Regions from separate parts of the Rattus norvegicus genome. Here region 2 is linked to region 1. The links are chromatin contacts, called in public Hi-C maps. All regions are on one chromosome and are shown on one strand. Each heading gives the region's core, a stretch centred on a gene start, on an enhancer-like site or on the middle of the called end of the contact. The rest is flanking DNA. Distances are from core to core; before and after follow the strand shown. Region 1 has its middle 75 kb from the start of Prrx1. Region 2 holds the start of Gorab (golgin, RAB6-interacting).

The links. A called contact is a pair of places that touch in the nucleus more often than the background predicts.
Region 2: a contact with region 1 is called in a Hi-C map of the A7r5 cell line, with 4 times the contacts expected there. The contact joins the promoter of Gorab here to the enhancer-like site in region 1. A contact is called at or near these places in 4 of 12 Hi-C or Micro-C datasets (the A7r5 cell line, the Rat2 cell line, Schwann cells and 1 more) and 1 of 1 datasets of contacts at active chromatin or transcription factors (oligodendrocytes).

Annotation. Positions count from the first base shown.
Region 1 is chr13:78,126,480-78,131,623 of GRCr8, reverse strand. It overlaps the pseudogene LOC103692020. Among named protein-coding and RNA genes, the nearest start is that of Prrx1, 75 kb to the left of the region's middle. Within about 2 kb of position 2,978, at least 6 of the 93 cell types and tissues checked have an H3K27ac peak or open chromatin away from gene starts, as enhancers often do. A contact at or near this core is called in the A7r5 cell line, where this site is marked.
Region 2 is chr13:78,293,471-78,298,614 of GRCr8, reverse strand. It overlaps Gorab (golgin, RAB6-interacting), which reads left to right and starts at 3,127. Exons shown (of 5, transcript NM_001100563.1): 1 at 3,127-3,264. The coding sequence starts at 3,204.

The sequences.
Region 1 (5,144 bases), core at 1,729-4,228:
ATCAAGCAGTAACAAGTAATCTGAAGTAAACTCACCACTATCTGCTACACCTGGGAGTAACACAAAAACACATCCCAAGAACAATTTTATGTTTTGAAGAAACTGAGATCACAGGACTCTTGTCTTGTTTCCTTGGAGTGTTCTCGCAAGCACTTGAAAAGTCTCCTAGTCTCCAAAGATGTTTACCTTTCTGGACTATGTTCCAGCAATCTAGAATCTAGATTTATATGAATATGTGTGTATACATATATATGTAGATATACATATACTATTTATGTATATCTACATATATACTAGAAATAGATGTATATGTTTACATAATATGTTATATATGTATATATTATATGTGTACATATATATGTGACAAGATGTTATAAAAGGGGAAATAGTAGGAAAAGAAAGGGAGTACAAGAGATGATAAGGAGAAAGAACAAACACATATATTATACATCTTCTTTCATATGTAGAACCCAGATTTAACAATACTGTGGTTGCAAGACAGCATTCCTGGGGAGACATGGACACACAAATATTCTGCAGGGCCAGCTGAAGTTGCTCATCGAGAGTCTGAGCCCAGCTTTAGATATCACTTCAGGCATTTAAAGTTTGGAATTCTGACCAAAAATCACCACAAGTCCACTTTTCAGGGATTACATAGGCTTCTTCAGTTTTGATTGATTGATGGGTGGCTAAGAAGGTCACTGCAAAACGTGACTATGCAGATGGCATGTCAGCCCTGCATGCCCAGGCTCACTTTTGGTACACGAGGTGGCACTGCTCAAAGGCAGATCATGTAGTTTTGCTCTTCCTGTATTGGAGTGTCTTTCCAAAACAGAAACCTGTACGACTCTGAAAAAGGGTTTACTCTGGCTTCCAGTTTAAAGCTACAGTCCACCATAGTGAGAAAGGCACAGCATAGGGGGACTGAAGAGGTTGGGACGCCTTGTATCCACACTCACAAACAAGAGAGAAGTGAGTCTCTTCTCTTTCTCTCTTTCTCTCTTTCTCTCTTTCTCTCTTTCTCTTTTTCTCTCTTTTTCTCTTTCTCTCTTTCTCTTTCTTTCTCTTCCTCCTCTTCCTCTTTCTCTTTCTCTTCCTATTCCCCTCCCCCTCCCCTCCCCTCCCCCTCCCCTCCCCTCCCCCTCCCCTCCCCTCCCCTCCCCTCCCCTCCTCTCTCTTCTCCTCCCCTCCCCTCCCCTCTCCTCCCCTCCCCTCTCCTCTCCTCTACTCTCTTCTCCTCTCCACTCTTCTCTTTCTCTCCTTCTCTACTCCTCCTACTATTTAAGTCAGAACCCTAGCTCTTGGAATGGCACAGCCCATATTCAGGGAAATCTACTCTCCTCAGTTAAACCTCTCTGAGAAGACCCTGATAGATGTGTTTATCTCCTAGGTAATTCTAAGTTCAGTAAAATAGACAATGAAGATTAAACATACTAATTTTTTTTTGTCTAAAAGACTGGTGTCTGGCAGCACATCAGGTTTGTGAAAAACTACTATGTATTGTTAATAACATAGGTAATTCTATTGATGGTAAAGTGAAGCACCAAATGAGATATTTAATTTTAGTTTAAAAGAAAGTTAGAAAAGACAATTAAGAAATATTATCCTTATAAATTTTGATAATGGGAAGTTATTTTGAAATATTATCTCTTGGCATACATTAGTTCACGCAAATAACTGAAAATCCTTACCAAAAGTAAAATTTGTCTGTCTTCAGAGACTAGCATATAGGTATACTTGACTTTAAGGCCTGAAGGACATTGACTAGGGTCTGAAAATAGGGAAATGGTGATCATGATAGGTACTTACACCTATCTTAGTGAATTTGCTCATATGTTCATTTTGATATTTCTTGAAAGTTAAACACAATTTCTTACTGGTGGATGATAATGCTGGCATAAATTACAAACAGCAATGACTCCCCAATATGATACAATTTGCTTATATTTCATAGCAATGTGAATTATCTTGTCAAATAAGATCTCATGCTGCACTCCAAAATGATGAAGAAGAGGAGGAGGAAGAGGAAGAAGGAGAAGGAGGAGGAGAAGAAGAAGAGGAGGAGGAGGAGGAAGAGGAAGAGGAAGAGGAAGAGGAGGAGGAGGAGGAGGAGGAGGAGGAGGAAGAAGAAGAAGAAGAAGAAGAAGAAGAAGAAGAAGAAGAAGAAGAAGAAGAAGAAGAAGAAGAAGAAGAAGAAGAAGAAAGCTGAGGGGTTGCTCATAAGATTCAAAAAATTAAATGGTATTCTTCATACTATGAAATATGAAAGCCAGAAGATAAAACCACACATTAACCTCTCAAATTATTCTACCAAAATGTGCTGCTCTACTGACAGATACAAGTCTGATTGTTGGTAGGGGCAAAGCCTAAGATAGGAATCACATATTGGCTCATCTCCTGGAAGATGGAGCCTTCAGAAATCCGAGTTACAAAATGGTGACATCTACATTTCATTCTGAATGTAAATCCATCACCTGTATGAAGACAGATTTCTAATCTCCTCTTTACACTAGATTTTCCTTGTCTCAAAGCCAGGGAGACATCACAGCAGCATGAGCGAGTCACAAGCTTTGGGAATTCCTACCAGTGCTGCCCTGTGGATACACTGTGGACTTTTCAATTCTCCGATTTCTTTAAACTTTTAAGTCTTTTCATTGAAAAACAGAATAAGAGGAAAAAAGAAAAGAGAAGAGGAGAAGTCAGCTATCTTGCTTGTTGGCAGTCCTATCACACAGAACCAAGAAGAAGACTATTAATGGTGATGCATTTCCCTAATGACACTGGAGCATCTGACCTATAGTTCTTACAGTGGCTTCACGTTGTGCTGCCCAGCTTGAACTCTTAAAAACCTCCAGATTGCTAAACCAAGCATCCTCCAATTTTGCCAAGGAAAATAAATCTATTTTCCTATTTCCTGTGCTCTGTCAGGGTTAAAAGCCATAAAAGGAAGCCAAAATTCCTCCACAATAGGCTCACAGACCTAAGGAGACCATTATTTTCAATGTAGAAATAATCTTCCTTGAACCGATGTTCTTGCTGGCCACATTGAGCATTGAGAAATCAGGGAAACCTTTTTTGAGGAAACAACATTGAATTGATTGAGGAATTTGACCTGAGATAACAGGAAGTGGTCTTCAATTACTGTCTATAGCTCAGGATGGCATTGGTAGACCACTCTGATGAAGGTAGGTGGGGGTTGTGTGTAAATCTTGGGGACAGTGACTACTTGAGATGCTTAGCTAAAGCAAAGCAAGGTTTACCCGCCATTCCTCACAGGAAGACAAAGCTAGCCTGATGCCAATGGACTTCTCTGAATTTCCTCTCTTTCCAAGGCAGGGGAGCTCAAGTTAGGAGAGGCTAGTTCAACACTTTTCAGAAGCCTTCAGTGCAAACATATTTCATCCATTAGGGTAATGTTTTCCTCAGGCTTGGCCAGGAATAAATCCCAACCTTCTCCCCTTAAGATCCCAAGGACACAGCTGATTTGTTTTCAGTTGGGGCAATGAAATGTTTAAATGAGAAACACATGTCCGTTTGGTCTGGAGAGGACACGTTAGGCAGCTTCCTTCTTGTTTATGAGGGCCTCCATGCAGCCATAACCTGACAGCCGCAGACACTCTAAACCTGCGACTTGCAATTAACTCCTAGTAATAATTCCTTCTAGGGTCCGGGTACATTTTAATTCGATGTAAAGTGATCATTATCTAGTATAAGCTTTCAAGTGCTCTTCAGTTTAAAAGAGGGGGGTGCTCTTGAAAACCTTATTTAATCGTTGCCTTCCTCTTTCTTGGAACACAAATAATTTGACCAAAGTGCTCCACCCAAATGCCCATGAGCCCATAATGCTGTCTGTTTTAGATAATGTATCCCTGTGGGTTTTTCTTTTCAACATTAAAAAAAAATCTGATTTTTTTTCTAATCCTGAATCCCAAGCAAAATCTCCTGAGAAAACTAAACTTAATAAAGAGAGGTTGCCAAGTTAGAGGATTCTCAGGAAATGATCACATAGGAGAGTTTGAGACTGGCACTTTAGCTACCTGGGCAGGGGGATGAGAAGATGTACAGCGAGAAAGGACCTTGATGTCAGCCCTGCCTGGAACTGCTAACATGGTCCCGATGTGTGTCCATGGCCCCGTGTGCAGCTCATACTGAGTCATTCTTGTAAATAAATTAAATCCTGGTAGGCTTAATCAGAGTCTTTGTCATGTTCTTTGGGTAGTGTTTCAAGAAATAATAAGAGTTTGGAAACAGAAATGATCTTTAAATTGTTCTCACCAGCATGTGATTCAGTTGCTATTCATGTTAGCTGATATGACCATCAGCGTCTTTCAGTATCCTAAATAATGTTCTCTGGTGTTTTCTAGTGTCTGTACATTAGTTAAAGACTATAGTTTTTTTTTTAATGATACCAAGCCATATTTACTATTTACATTATTATTAATGAATTTATTAAACAAATATTTTATCGTACTTACACCATTAGACGTCTATAATAATGAGCCAAGAGTATACAGAAGGTCAGAAGTACATTAAGAATAACCTAAGACATAAAATTCCTAAGAGTTCCCAGAAGTTCTGATGTCTTGTTCTCTAAATCCCTAAGACTAACATTAAGCAAAGAAGGATGAAAATATTTTGAACTTAGAAATCAGGAGTTAGGGCTGGAGAGATGGGTCAGAGGTTAAGGGCACTGTCTGCTTATCCAGAGATCATGAGTTCAATTCCCAGCAACCACATGGTGGCTCACAACCATCTGTAATGGGATCTGGTGCCCTCTTCTGGCCTGCAGGTGTATATGCAGGTGAAACGCTGTATACATAATAAATAAATCTTAAAAGAAAGAACGAACGAACGAACTCAGGAGTTAGAGTAGGCCACTCAGGCTCCTGTGACTCTTACAAAGTGGAAAATACTAACATGTAACAAAATTGCCGATAAAAATCAAATTAAGGTTAATCTTTATATCATTTAACACCATTCAATACACTCTTTATAAATACCCCATACCAATGCAAAGAATAACCATACATAATATTTACCAAATTTTGTGTGCCCGTGTGTAATTTTGAGAAGAATAGTAATTGGGGTTAACTGATAAATACTGTTTATCAGACAAGCAAGGTTAATACCTCCAATAATAAATA
Region 2 (5,144 bases), core at 1,878-4,377, 170 kb before region 1:
CTCTTCCATTCTATCTATCTGGAGTGAAGAAGGTGCCTAACATCGGACCTTAAAAAATAATAAAGGCCCTTCTGATTTTCCTCAACTAGTTAAAATGCGTTTATTAACTAAAAAGTTCAAAGCTGCAAGAAGAATAAAAAAATATTTCATATTTTCAGCACCATAGAAATTCATTCTAGAAAGAAATCTCAAGTGCATTAAATGTGAAAATGTTATAAATGAACATTAAACTTAGAAAGGTTTGTTCTTTTAATACATAATTGGTTTTTAGCAGCTGCTAGTCTGTTTTATGCTGGGTAAATAAGAGGTTAAAGTTTATATCGTGGAACTCTTATCAAACTGGGGGATAGAAAATAAAAATGTAAAATACAAACCGCCTAGATATTACACTCAGTGCTGTATAAGTCATAAAAGTGCAGGAAATAGGAGGCTGGTATTTAGATAGTGTGGTCGTATAAAGCCTATGTGGACTTGAGGACCATAACTTAAGCAGGAAGGATCAATGGACAAGGTGAAGAGAACAGCTTAAGGAACGGTGACTGGGAAAGCTCTGGCTAGGCCGGCAGAGAGGAGGGAGAAGCCCTGGGCATTCTAAAGGTCCGAGCAAATCCATCCGATTGGAGTTTAAGGACAGTGAAGAAAGACAGCTTACTCTAGAAGGAGGAGGAGGAGGCCAATGACGTAGGATCATAGAGGATCTGGGATTTTATTCCAAGTGAAGTCGGAAATTATTTCCCAAGTTATGAATGTTACCTTGTGTGGGAGGATGTGTGCGGGCGTGTATACAACGCCATGGGGATGGAAATCTGAGCACCACTCTGTACGAACTTCTTTCATTCACCCTCATGTGGGTTACCAGGAATTGAATGCACGATGCCAGTTTCCACAGCTCGTACCTCAATCGCCTGAGCCGGCCGGGCAGCTCAGTTTTATAAATGCACTAGACACACAATTCTATTTTTAAAAAAATATCAGTTATTTTTATTGTTTTACACTGGGTCTCACATCACAGCCAGGGTGGTCTCTAATTCACGGTGTAACCCAGACTGGATTCAAACTCATGCCACAGCCTCTTGAGTGCTGGAATTATAGGAATGGAGCACCACATCTGGCTCTAGATTTTTGGTTTTAAAAAAACACCAATCATCTAGTGAAGAATCAACCGGGGAAAAATATTACAGTCCAAATTGTCACATATGATACCTTTTTATAAACACACAAACATGCTGAAATATATATATATATATATACAAATATATATATATTTAAATACAAAAATGTACATTATGGAACTTAAAAGAATATAAAAAGAAAATACTACAAAATATAGCTACTCAAGACTGAGTTTCTTACAGATAACTGAAAACAAACTAGTTAAGAGCCTGAACATATAGAGATTAGAAAAACACAGCCTACTGCTCTGGCAAATAAGGAAGCCTTCTGTGTGTAAGGGAAACAATAACACGCCTGGTGTATATGGTATAGGATCCAGATTTTTACACAAATGGGGAAATTTTTCCCTTTAAATATAGTTGGCTTAACATGACTGAGATTTCCAGCAAAACTCTTCTAGAGATATTCCCTCAACTCAGAACAAAATTCTCCTACAGAACAAGGACTTTTGGAACTGAGTTTCCACCAGTATATCCTACAGCATTGTAAAAGTGGGCTCCTTGAGGAAGGGCCAACAGAACAAGGAAAAGGAGATTTGGAATGTTACAAATGGGAAAGTATAACTTTATACAGATGGATTTTATTGGCTTTTATTATCTCTTGCTGGTGCCTTGATTTGCATTCATAAGCAAGGCAGAACCTTTTAAAATGCCATCATTATTGACTCTATTAAGATTAGTGATAATTCTTGAAACTCATAGAAAATGAATGAATAAAATGTAACAGAGAGCACACACATTGGTTTAAGATTGCTGTTGGGTCACTAGTAAACGGTTATTGTGTGCAGAGGGTAAGCTGAATCGGCTACCAGATTGTGACAGATTGCTACACTTTATCCTGTAGTCAGCGTATACCTGTTTACATATTTAGTCTATGTTCAAAACTTGAACAAAACTAATCCTTTTAGATGGTTATTTTTACCTTTTAAATATAGTGAGAATAAACTCATCTTTAAGATAAGCATGTGTGGCATCCTTGAATTTGGGAAAAACCCATTGAATTTCAAAGTTTAAAGATTATAAGAAAGATGTCGAACCTTTTTCTGATACTTATCTAAACTGAACTGCTCATTCCAATCATTGGTGTCATATTTTACGGTATGCTGTTTTATTTCAACTTGATTAAAAACATTGACTCCTAGGCTGGAAATTAATACACTTTTAAATTTTCAATGTAGCCAATGTAATGTTTTTGGGTTTTAGTAAAAATAATGAAAATAGAAACGATTAGTCGGTTTAAAAAAAACGCTGACTTAGGCATACATTGACAAGTTTTGCAGCTTTTAATTTTTCTAAACTCTACTTAAAACGTTGAAATGGAAGCTCAAGAAGACAGCTTTAGACCAAAAATAGTCATCACTTAGGACTTGAGTGTGGTGTGGTGATGCGGCACTTCTTTCTATAGTCCCAGCACTTGGCAGGAGGATTTGTGAATTGGAGACCAGCAAAATCTCTTGGTATAAGGGTTAGGTACTGAGTCTCATTCATCAAAGAAATAAGAAAATGAAATCTGCTAGATAACTACTGTCTGGCAGAGAACTGGCCATTGATTATACCTCACCCCTACTCCATGTTTCTCCATGACTTAGAATCTACAAGCCAAGGATGCTCCGGTACAGCCCACCTCCCAGGCAACACTGACTCCGCCCAGCTGGTCAGACAGGACCCGCCCTCTTTAGGCCTCCTCTGCCAAAGCCTCCCTGTCAGTTTGCATCAGCCCTTCTTCTCATTCCCATAGTCCCCATCTTGCCAAAATTTATGGAAAAGGAAGAACTGGAACGTGTAGCAGAGGCCCAGGAGTGGAGACGAAGGCGGTGGTGGTGCGGTCCGTCGAGATGGTTCTTCAGGCATCGCTCGGACAGCTCCAGGGGCGCAGGCCCCCGAATGACGAGAGGGTCCTAGCGCCACAGTTCAGCGCTCTGATTGGCTGTTCGCCGCATCCACTGAAGGAACCCGGATGTGCCTGTGGAGTTGTGTTGGCAATCTGCGCGCCGGGATTTGGGCACTCTTTGGGTGCCTAGGGCTAGGCGGATGGCTCAGGGTTGGGCTGGCTTCTCTGAAGAAGAGCTGAGGAGACTAAAGCAGAATAAAGGTAAGGTGTATATCCGTGTGGGTGTGGAGTCTCGAGTCTGAAGGACAGGAGGCCTTCCTAGTGGGTGAGGGGGCGTGGGGGCTGGAGCTGCAAGTGGAAGGACAGGAATCGTGGGGCTCCCAGGTGGCTGTTTTAGCTGCAGAGGCCCCGAGGGTTTCTCTTTTAACATCCGCTTTCTGATGATTTAATATACCCCTGTTTAAAGAATTGAGGCTAGGGAGAGAAAGCGAAGCCAACACCAGAATGGCTCGTCAGGGAGGACTGTAGCACAAATCAATGGTTGCAGACTTGGCGTCAGGGTGACTGAAGAGTAGCACTGCATATATATACAGCATCATAATTGCGAACTTATAAAAAGTTATTGCGAAAGGGATCATGAGAGTGAATAAGCGTGAAAGAGGTGGTAATTTATGATACATCTGTATTACGTTTACTTCTGGCTACCGGATGAATTTGCACATCTTTCCAGTTTTGGGGAATCGCAAACCAAAAGGGTTTTTGAGAGGTTAAGATTTGAAGTGCGTGTATGTGTTTGTGTGCACGAGCACAGTGCACTCACATGTTTGTCTTTACTGCCTTGAGAGACAGCCAAAATCTAGTGCTCTCCCCAGGGCTTTATGGAATAATTATAGATCAATATATGGCCTTGCTACAACGCTACTTCTGATTCATTAAATTTTCTGGTACTTGGTAGGAAACGATGTAAAAACGCTCTTGACCTGTGATTGAAACTTCACAAAGATGTCTGTGCTAATCTTGGTAGTGCCCATCACTTCTGTGAGAATTTTCTGCCACTATTAACGTTATAAAAAGTATATTTTATTTAAGGATGAAATTAAATAAATTCTTCCATGTCTGTAGTTTGTGAGAAATTTGGATAGGGCTCAGGTACACTGTAATTTTTAGCCTAGATATGAGAATTATTTAGGGCTGACAGGTGCAAAAGGAGGTAAGTCGCTAACATGAGGTCACTGTGCCTTATATACATTTGGGGGAAATAGGGTTGGTCTAGGGATCTTTTAAAACTCTCATGAAATTATCATATCAGATGTGTCCCAACTGATTCTGTCCAGCTGGGTGGTTTCAGGTTCTTTTGTTCTGTGAATCATTCTTCATTCACATACCTGTGTCTAAAGTACAGGCATCTAGATCTGATCTGACTCCGTTCTCAGCATCTGCTTTTGAATTAGGTGTGTGGTCCAGGGGCTTCTTCCGTCCTTGCCAACAGGGATGCTCACCTGTCATGAAATATAACTTCTGCATCAGAGGTGTTAAGATGAGCAGGACATCTTTGCCTTTAGAGACCTTGTAGATTAATGAGACAGACCGTGAAATACTGTGGGGGTAGATATTGACCAAGTGTTAGCCACAGAGCAAGTTCATGCTGAGGATTTAATGAACTCTGGGAATATTTCATGGAGGTTAAATGTTGTCTTTAACTTGCCAGGGTTTAATGTAGGGCTCCCATATGTTTGTTATCTTAAAAAAAGTATATTTTAACTATTTCTTTAATTTGGATATGGTTAGAAGTTGATAAGAACCTAAACTTCAAGGCCTGTCCCTTGGTCATGAAACACTAGACTGCGTTTAAAATCACCCATATGACATCTGAGAACAGAAGTATCTTCCCACCTTTATGTAGCCTTAGCGGAACACTGTGATCAGCACAAAAATACCAAGTCTTCTACCTTGGGCTTCCCATTCCTAAAGCTGCAGAAATCACGTCCTCCTTGCAGCTGTTAAGAATACAGTTAAATAATCTAGGAAGATGGGATCCATTGCCAGCAAAAATAAGTACAGGGTGCTTTTGAAACACTTGAATGCATATGCAGTCAAGAATGTTCTTAGCCACTTTGTTTATAATATTCAGAAGTTAGAAA